Regions from separate parts of the Mus musculus genome. Here region 2 is linked to region 1. Evidence: chromatin contacts called from public promoter capture Hi-C data. All regions are on one chromosome and are shown on one strand. Each heading gives the region's core, a stretch centred on a gene start, on an enhancer-like site or on the middle of the called end of the contact. The rest is flanking DNA. Distances are from core to core; before and after follow the strand shown. Region 1 overlaps Kctd10 (potassium channel tetramerisation domain containing 10). Region 2 has its middle 13 kb from the start of Gm34722.

The links. Capture Hi-C pulls out chosen DNA fragments and counts their contacts.
Region 2: a contact with region 1 is called in a promoter capture Hi-C map of adipose tissue. The contact joins two enhancer-like sites. A contact is called at or near these places in 2 of 484 Hi-C or Micro-C datasets (embryonic stem cells and extraembryonic ectoderm), 3 of 115 datasets of contacts at active chromatin or transcription factors (all in embryonic stem cells) and 3 of 9 other capture datasets (adipose tissue, liver and pancreatic islet).

The regions. Positions count from the first base shown.
Region 1 is chr5:114,368,550-114,371,915 of GRCm38.p6, reverse strand. It overlaps Kctd10 (potassium channel tetramerisation domain containing 10), which reads left to right. Exons shown (of 7, transcript NM_026145.4): 3 at 1,688-1,857; 4 at 2,889-2,975. Among named protein-coding and RNA genes, the nearest start is that of Kctd10, 10 kb to the left of the region's middle. Within about 2 kb of position 1,380, at least 157 of the 459 cell types and tissues checked have an H3K27ac peak or open chromatin away from gene starts, as enhancers often do. A contact at or near this core is called in adipose tissue, where this site is marked.
Region 2 is chr5:114,465,619-114,468,979 of GRCm38.p6, reverse strand. No RefSeq gene overlaps it. Among named protein-coding and RNA genes, the nearest start is that of Gm34722, 13 kb to the left of the region's middle. Within about 2 kb of position 1,784, at least 122 of the 459 cell types and tissues checked have an H3K27ac peak or open chromatin away from gene starts, as enhancers often do. A contact at or near this core is called in adipose tissue, where this site is marked.

The sequences.
Region 1 (3,366 bases), core at 131-2,630:
ATGCTGTGCATCTGTTTGTCTTACTGGTTTGGGTTTCGTCTTTCAGCCGCCTGGCTGCATCTGGTTTGTAACCTCTTCTTTTCCTCACCGACTCCTCGCTGCTCTGTAGACGTGCGTGCTCTGGGTCCTGCTTCCTCGTGGGCTCTGTTTGCGTGGAACTTTCCCCAGACTGACTGACCTCCGCTTTCTTCAGTACCTCTACATTCATGCATGGCTTTTCTTGTTAGGTCTCTGCCTCCTTCCTTTTTCCTTCCCTCCTCTGCTCTTCCTCTTCCCTGTCTTCCTCCCCTCCCTCCCAGGGCTGGGACAGAGCCTGGGAACTGTCACTTGCTAGACAGGCCTCTGCCTGCACTTCAGCCCCATCCGCGGTTTCTTGATGTGTCTGCGATTCTCAGATAAGCATTGTGGCTGCTGTCTGTGACCTAAGGGGCATTTAGCAATGGCCAAAGGTAGTTTTGGTTGTCACAGCCTGGGTGTTGGGAATCTGCCTTACAGTACACTGGACAGGCTCCATCTCACAGATCTTCCCTGAGGCCTTAGGCTCAGAAATTTGGGTTGTAACAGGTATCTCTGAGTGACTGTGAAGGCTGGCATGCATTGCAGTTGTAAAGAGAGGCTTCCTAGGGGAGAAGAGGAAGGAGGGTGAGCGCCCAGGCTTCCCCAGAGAGGAAACACCAGTGTGCTTATATGAAGTCAGCCAGTAGTCTCCTGCTCCAGCGATCCCCTATCCCTGCCTCCTGCCCCCTGCCCCAGCAGCCTCAGTACCCTGAAAGCCACAGCGACTCACTCCTGGGGTCTGGTGTTTGCAGCGTCCCGACAGTCCTGCTGCTGCTGCCTCCGCCACCCATGATGTGATGTGCTCACTGTCACATGCCTGTAGTTAACTGTGTGTGCTGCCTACAGGCCAGTGCTGTGCTACGTGCTTTCTGGCCAGCCTCTGGCCACACCTGTATGCCCGTGCTGTGCATCCCATCTGCAGAGGAGACCTTGGGATAGAGCTTAGGGGAACACTGAACATGGAGCAGGCAGGTGGCAGAGCTGGGGTTCAGACAGTGGCCCTTGCTTGTCACCATTGTACTAGGTGCTGAGACGTCCTGGAGTCAGAGCCTCTTGGGCTACCCTGCCAGTCCTGCTGTCCCCGCGGCCCTGGAAGCTCTCCTCAGTGCTGTGTGCTCCAAGGCAGCAAGAGGCCACTTGATGGCAGTCTGTGGTTCTCCATGCTGGCAGTTGAGCTTAGTGTGAGGGATAGATGCCTGCTTTGAAAGCAACCAAAATATTTCAAGTCTGAATGCTAAGCTAATTGAAACCTCATGGAGTGTGCGCTGGCCGGCGCCTCTGCCCTTATTTGTTCAAAGTGCGCCTTCCCCACAAGCATTTCCTGGCATTCTTGAGTTGGAGCCCAGTGTCCCAGGCCGCCTTTTCGTTTACAGAAACTCTGGGCTGTCACTTGAGTAATGGATTTGGGGGATTTTGGCCTTTCCCCAGCAGCTTGAGCTGGTGGTGCGTTGAAGGCAGGACACAGGCAGGCTCCTTCCAGGCAGCTGAGTGCGTCATTGATGGCTGTTTCTCTCAAAGCTTGGAAATCTTTATTCTCAGTGGCTGAATCCCACGCCCCTACCCCTAAGTGACAGCAAGCATCTCCCCTGACAAGTGCCCTGTGACCTGGTTTTCCTGCTGCCCACTGCAGGCTGGATCCTCATTGACCGCTGTGGGAAGCACTTTGGGACAATCCTCAACTACCTGCGAGACGGGGGTGTACCCTTGCCTGAGAGCCGCCGGGAGATCGAGGAGCTGCTAGCCGAGGCCAAGTACTACCTGGTGCAGGGCCTGCTGGAAGAGTGCCAGGCCGCCCTACAAGTAGGCACCCCCTTCCCTACTCAAGCCCCAGGTTCACAGATAGGAGGGCCAGTCTCAAGCCAGACTGCCCTGATGTATCCAGAGATCCTGGGTCACCTCTGTGTGGGAATGGGCCCTTCAGCTCCCTGTCTACAGATCTGAGAGGTTCACTGTAGAACTTGCCTCCTTGTCCTGTCCTTTGTGTCTGAAAGCCATCCTCCCCTCCTGTTGGGCTGTCCTTCTCCTTGGCTACCCGAACACTGCCTCAGGTGCTCGGTCTGTTCCCTGAGAGGCCGCCCCTTGCGTTTTTACTCTGTATTGGTTTGTTCAGGCGTCATTTGAGAAGTTTCCCATGCAGAATTGGGTGGCCCTTGGCTTCTATTTCAGCCCAAGGAGATGCTGCATATGTGGGACTAGGAGCCATTGTCTTTTGGGGGCCTTCATGGTTGGATGATAGACTGACTTTTTCAAGGGAAGCCTTATGGGGGAAGATGTTAAGGAGTCCTCCAGGCGTGGTGGTGCCTGGAACTCAGGCACTCAGAAGGCAGAGGCAGGAGGGTCACGAGTTTTGAGGGCAGCCCAGGCTACCTAGCAACACTCTCATAAAGAACCAAAGAGGCCCTGGACTTTTTCTGTCTGGGTTGTAAGCATGGCTGGATGCTGTCCATCGGGGACTGAGCAGGCTCGGGGGACTTGCAAGGCGTTGAGAATAGTAACACATCTACGCTCTGCCCTGTCTCTCACTGCAGAGTACAGATCTTTCTCCTGCTTGGGGGCCGGGCCGGGCGGGGATGTCTGGGCTCTACTGTGGGCTTCAGGGCTCATTCTTTCTCCTTTCATCTGCTGCTGCCACTACAGTGGGGTGGAGCAGCTTTTATGCAGTCACCTGCTGCATCGAGGGCTGAGTTTTGAGTGTCCTCCCAGGCAGACAGAGTGGTGTGTCCTTCTGGGGGGGCAGACAGAGTGGTGCAAAGTGGCTTCTTTTCCCCTCTCATTGCCTGGCTTTCTGGCTAGCGGGCCCCCTGGGCTGAAAGCACGTTTTGTTCCAGCAGAACAAAGATACTTACGAGCCCTTCTGCAAGGTACCCGTCATCACATCCTCCAAGGAAGAACAGAGGCTTATAGCGACGTCAAATAAGGTGTGCCGAGGCTTGGGGTGTGTGTGTGTGTGTGTGTGTTTACTGAGTGTGGGGTGGTGTGAATGGGGAGGGTGTGTGTACCTTTGTATATGAGTATGGAGGTGTCTGTGTGTGGATGATGTCTCTGAGCGTGGAGGTGTCTGTGTATACCTTTGAGTGTACCTGTGTGAGTGTGAGGGTGTCTGCATTGTACCTGTGGGGGGCTGGGGAATGTTGGTGTGTGTGTGTGTGTGTGTGTATGAGTGAGTGAGTGAGAGAGAATATGAATGAGAATATGTGTATGTTGGGGGGGCTTGTCTGTGGCGGGGATATAAGGAGTGCCTGTGTATGCCTGTGTTTGGTGTGGGGCCGGGGGAGGCAGTACCCAATGCCTGCGTTTTGAGGGAAAGGG
Region 2 (3,361 bases), core at 535-3,034, 97 kb before region 1:
GGACTGATGTATCCCCACAAAGAATGGCAGGACCGAGAGGAGGAGAGCCATGGGGAGGACCTCTGGGAAGGGAAGGACTGCTGGGAAGGCAGGAGGACCGATAGAAAGGCTCTGAGCCCTGGGCTAGCCAGGCGAACAGGACCCAGGGGACGGGGTGGGGGGCTATTTCAACCCTGCTCCATCTTTCTACACACCCTATGTGATTCACGCAGCAGCCAAGAGAGTCCTCATTGTCATCTCCTGTTCTGGGATGAATCTTTCTTGTAGGCAAACCAGGGGTAGGGGCAGAGGCCCGCAATTACTTCATCAAGGGTCTTTCCTGCATGTCTTTGGGTTTTACTGCTGTGAACAGACACCATAGCCAAGGCAAGTCTTATAAAAAACAACATTTAATTGGGGCTGGCTTACAGGCTCAGAGGTTAAGTCCATTATCATCAAGGTGAGAGCATGGCAGTATCCAGGCAGGCATGGCACAGGCAGAGCTGAGAGTTCTACGTCTTCATCCAAAGGCTGCTAGTGGAAGACTGACTTCCAGGCAACTAGGGTGAGGATCTTCTGCCCACACCCACAGTGACACACCTACTCCAACCAGGTCACACCTATTCCAACAAGGCCACACCTCCAAATGGTGCCACTCCCTGGTCCAAGAATATACAAACCATCACACTGCACTACCTCCACTGTGACAGCCTGGCCCAAGGGGGTCATGGAGCAGGTAAAGTGAATGATGGCTCAGGCACCGGACCAAACACCCCCACACACCCTGCTATACACAGCCACCCCGTAAGCTGGTTCACCATCTAACTCCATGTCTAAGATGAAGAATCATGTTCAGCCAGGCACTTGGGAGCTGAGGCAGGGGGTTTGCTACGAATTCAAGGCCAACCTGGGATGCATAGAAGGCCTACATGTCTGGATAGTTACAAAAGTCCCGGGTAGGGTCCACAAGGTGGTAGCCCCCTCAAAAAAGAACCAAAATAAAGATGAAGAATGGTTGGAGACTCAGAAGGCACAGTTTGCCCAGTGTCTCTCAGCCAGCTCATGGGAGAGCTGAGCTTTGAGCCCGAGTCCATCTGAGCCTTTTTTTTTCTTGTCCACTGTCCGGGCTGCAAGATGGGGAAGGAGGGCGGTGGAAAACAGGGCCCCTCAGCGCTCCTTGAGAGAAAGCAGGTCCCAGGGGGACAGTACCCTAGCTGCTCCATAAATAACCAGGTCCCTGGGCCCTGGCGGCAGTGGCTCTGTGTGTAATACAAACAGCTCTAATCCCCTGTCAGTTAAGCTGGATATCAGAGGAGACAAGCTTCCGAGCGGGGAGGCCTAATTGAATGGAATTGAAAAGGCAGAATGGGGGGCGGGGCCTGGGAGGAGGGACGGGAGCGTGCAGTGGCCTGGCGCAGCTGGCTGGGGCTCCGTGGCCAGTGAGGCCTCATTCCAGCCTCCCCCCCCCACCTCCCCCAGGCAGGGAGCCAGGCTGGGGGCGGGGTGGGGTGTCGATGGGGTCGGTGGGGGGGGGGCCCAAGCCAGGATGCCCCGCCCCTTTCTCTGCTGGCTCTGCCGTTTTTTTTTCTCTCTCTCTCTCTCTCGCGCGCGCTGACCCTTTCTCTGCTTCGTCTGTTATCTCAAATAATGTCACTGCCTCTTTACAATCTATTCATCAGAGCAGAAAGAAGCCAATACTGACAATGATAAAAAAAAAAAAAAAAAAAATCTGTGCCTCCCGGGGACAGAGCAAGCTCGGTTCCAACCGCTGGCGCCCTGCTGGCCTGCCATTTCACCGCGCCTGGGTAATCAGATTCCACAGGGCAGTCCTCCCACCCCAGGCCCCCAGAGTCCTCCCTAGGGCTCCTCTCCCAAGGAGGACTCACCCTGGGGACCTTTCAGCTCACAGAGAGCTTTGGCCTGGTCTTTAAAAAAATTTTTTTATCTTTTCTTAAATTGGTTTTTCATTCTTTCTTAGTATTTTAAAAACGGAAATGTACCATAACAGCCAGTTTTTTGGAATCTCATTTTCAAACCAGATGTGACAGGAATGGTGGTGGATGTCTGTAATCGCAGCATTTGGAGGATGGAGGCAGAAAGATGGGAAGTTCAAGGTCATCCGCAGCTATGTGGTGAACTGGAGGTCAGCCTGGGCTATATGGAACCCTGTATAATATATATGAGACATAGATAGATAGATAGATAGATAGATAGATAGATAGATAGATAGATAGACAGACAGACAGACAGATAAACTAAATAGAGGGCTGGGGCCAGAGCTGAGGGCCCGAGTTCCATATCTGCACCTGACCTAACAGAAAGGCTTGAACAGCTCTACCCCTCCTCCAGGGCAGCAGCTGGCTGGGGCTAGGCCCAGGCAGTGCCCGTTACAACCCTGCCCCAGCTGGGCTGGAGGTTGGTAAGGGTGAGGCATAAGAGCAGGGACTTCTCAGGGGTGCCAGAAGCTATGAAAACCAAGGCCAGGCCACAGGACTGGACACCACAGCCTCAGAAACAGTAAGGAGACCAGCGCCCATGGAAGGCACGCCACTCTCTTGTGCCATGGGGCGGCACAGAAAGCAGCTCTCTGAACATCGCTCTCTGAAGAGCTCTTTGTGAGACAGGTGGGAAGTCCTGAACTTAGTGTCTGTCTCAGATACGTCAGACCCAAAAAGCCATGTGGCTCCGGCATCTGGGGAGCCCTCAGACCTTGGGGTTGGCTCTGGAGAGCTCAGAGGGTCACTATGCAGGGACAAAGGCCTAGCCGAGCAGAGGTTATTATCTCAGCGGTCAAGCAGGGCTATGTTAGCCTCTGCCCTTTTCTCCAGCCCTTAGGTCTGCCAGGGCTCTATCCAGTGTCTGCAGTCCTTTAGGAAGCCTGGGCTCACATCCCAGCTTATTGCAAACATACTGTGTCTAGGGCGGGGGCGGAGGGGGGGCGGCAGGGGCGGGGCACTTCCCAGCTCTGTGCCTCAGTGTCTCCATCTACAGTGTGGATCCTTGTGGCTCTGTTGGAGAGTCTTGGTGGACTCTCCTCTTTGACAAGGCAGGTGGCTGGCGACCCCAACCTAGAGGGCCAGGTGTGAGGGCTGCCAAGGACAGGCCAGCCCATGTGCTGAAGCACCCCACCCCCACCCTGTGGGGTCACAGGGGGCGTGGAACAGATGTGTTGTCTTGGCAACAGATGGCAGGTGCACAGGCCCAGGAAGCCGCTTCCTCCAAGGTCAAGTCCTCTAACTCCCAGAGCCCGGGCGATCTGGTGCGCAGGCACTGTGGTTGGGGCGCAGTGTCCAGCTCAACACAGCCAGGCCTGCCCTGCTGCCAGCCACCTAGAAGAGCAGAAAGGCAGCTCTTTCTGCCTCTCTTCCTTGAACCCAGACTT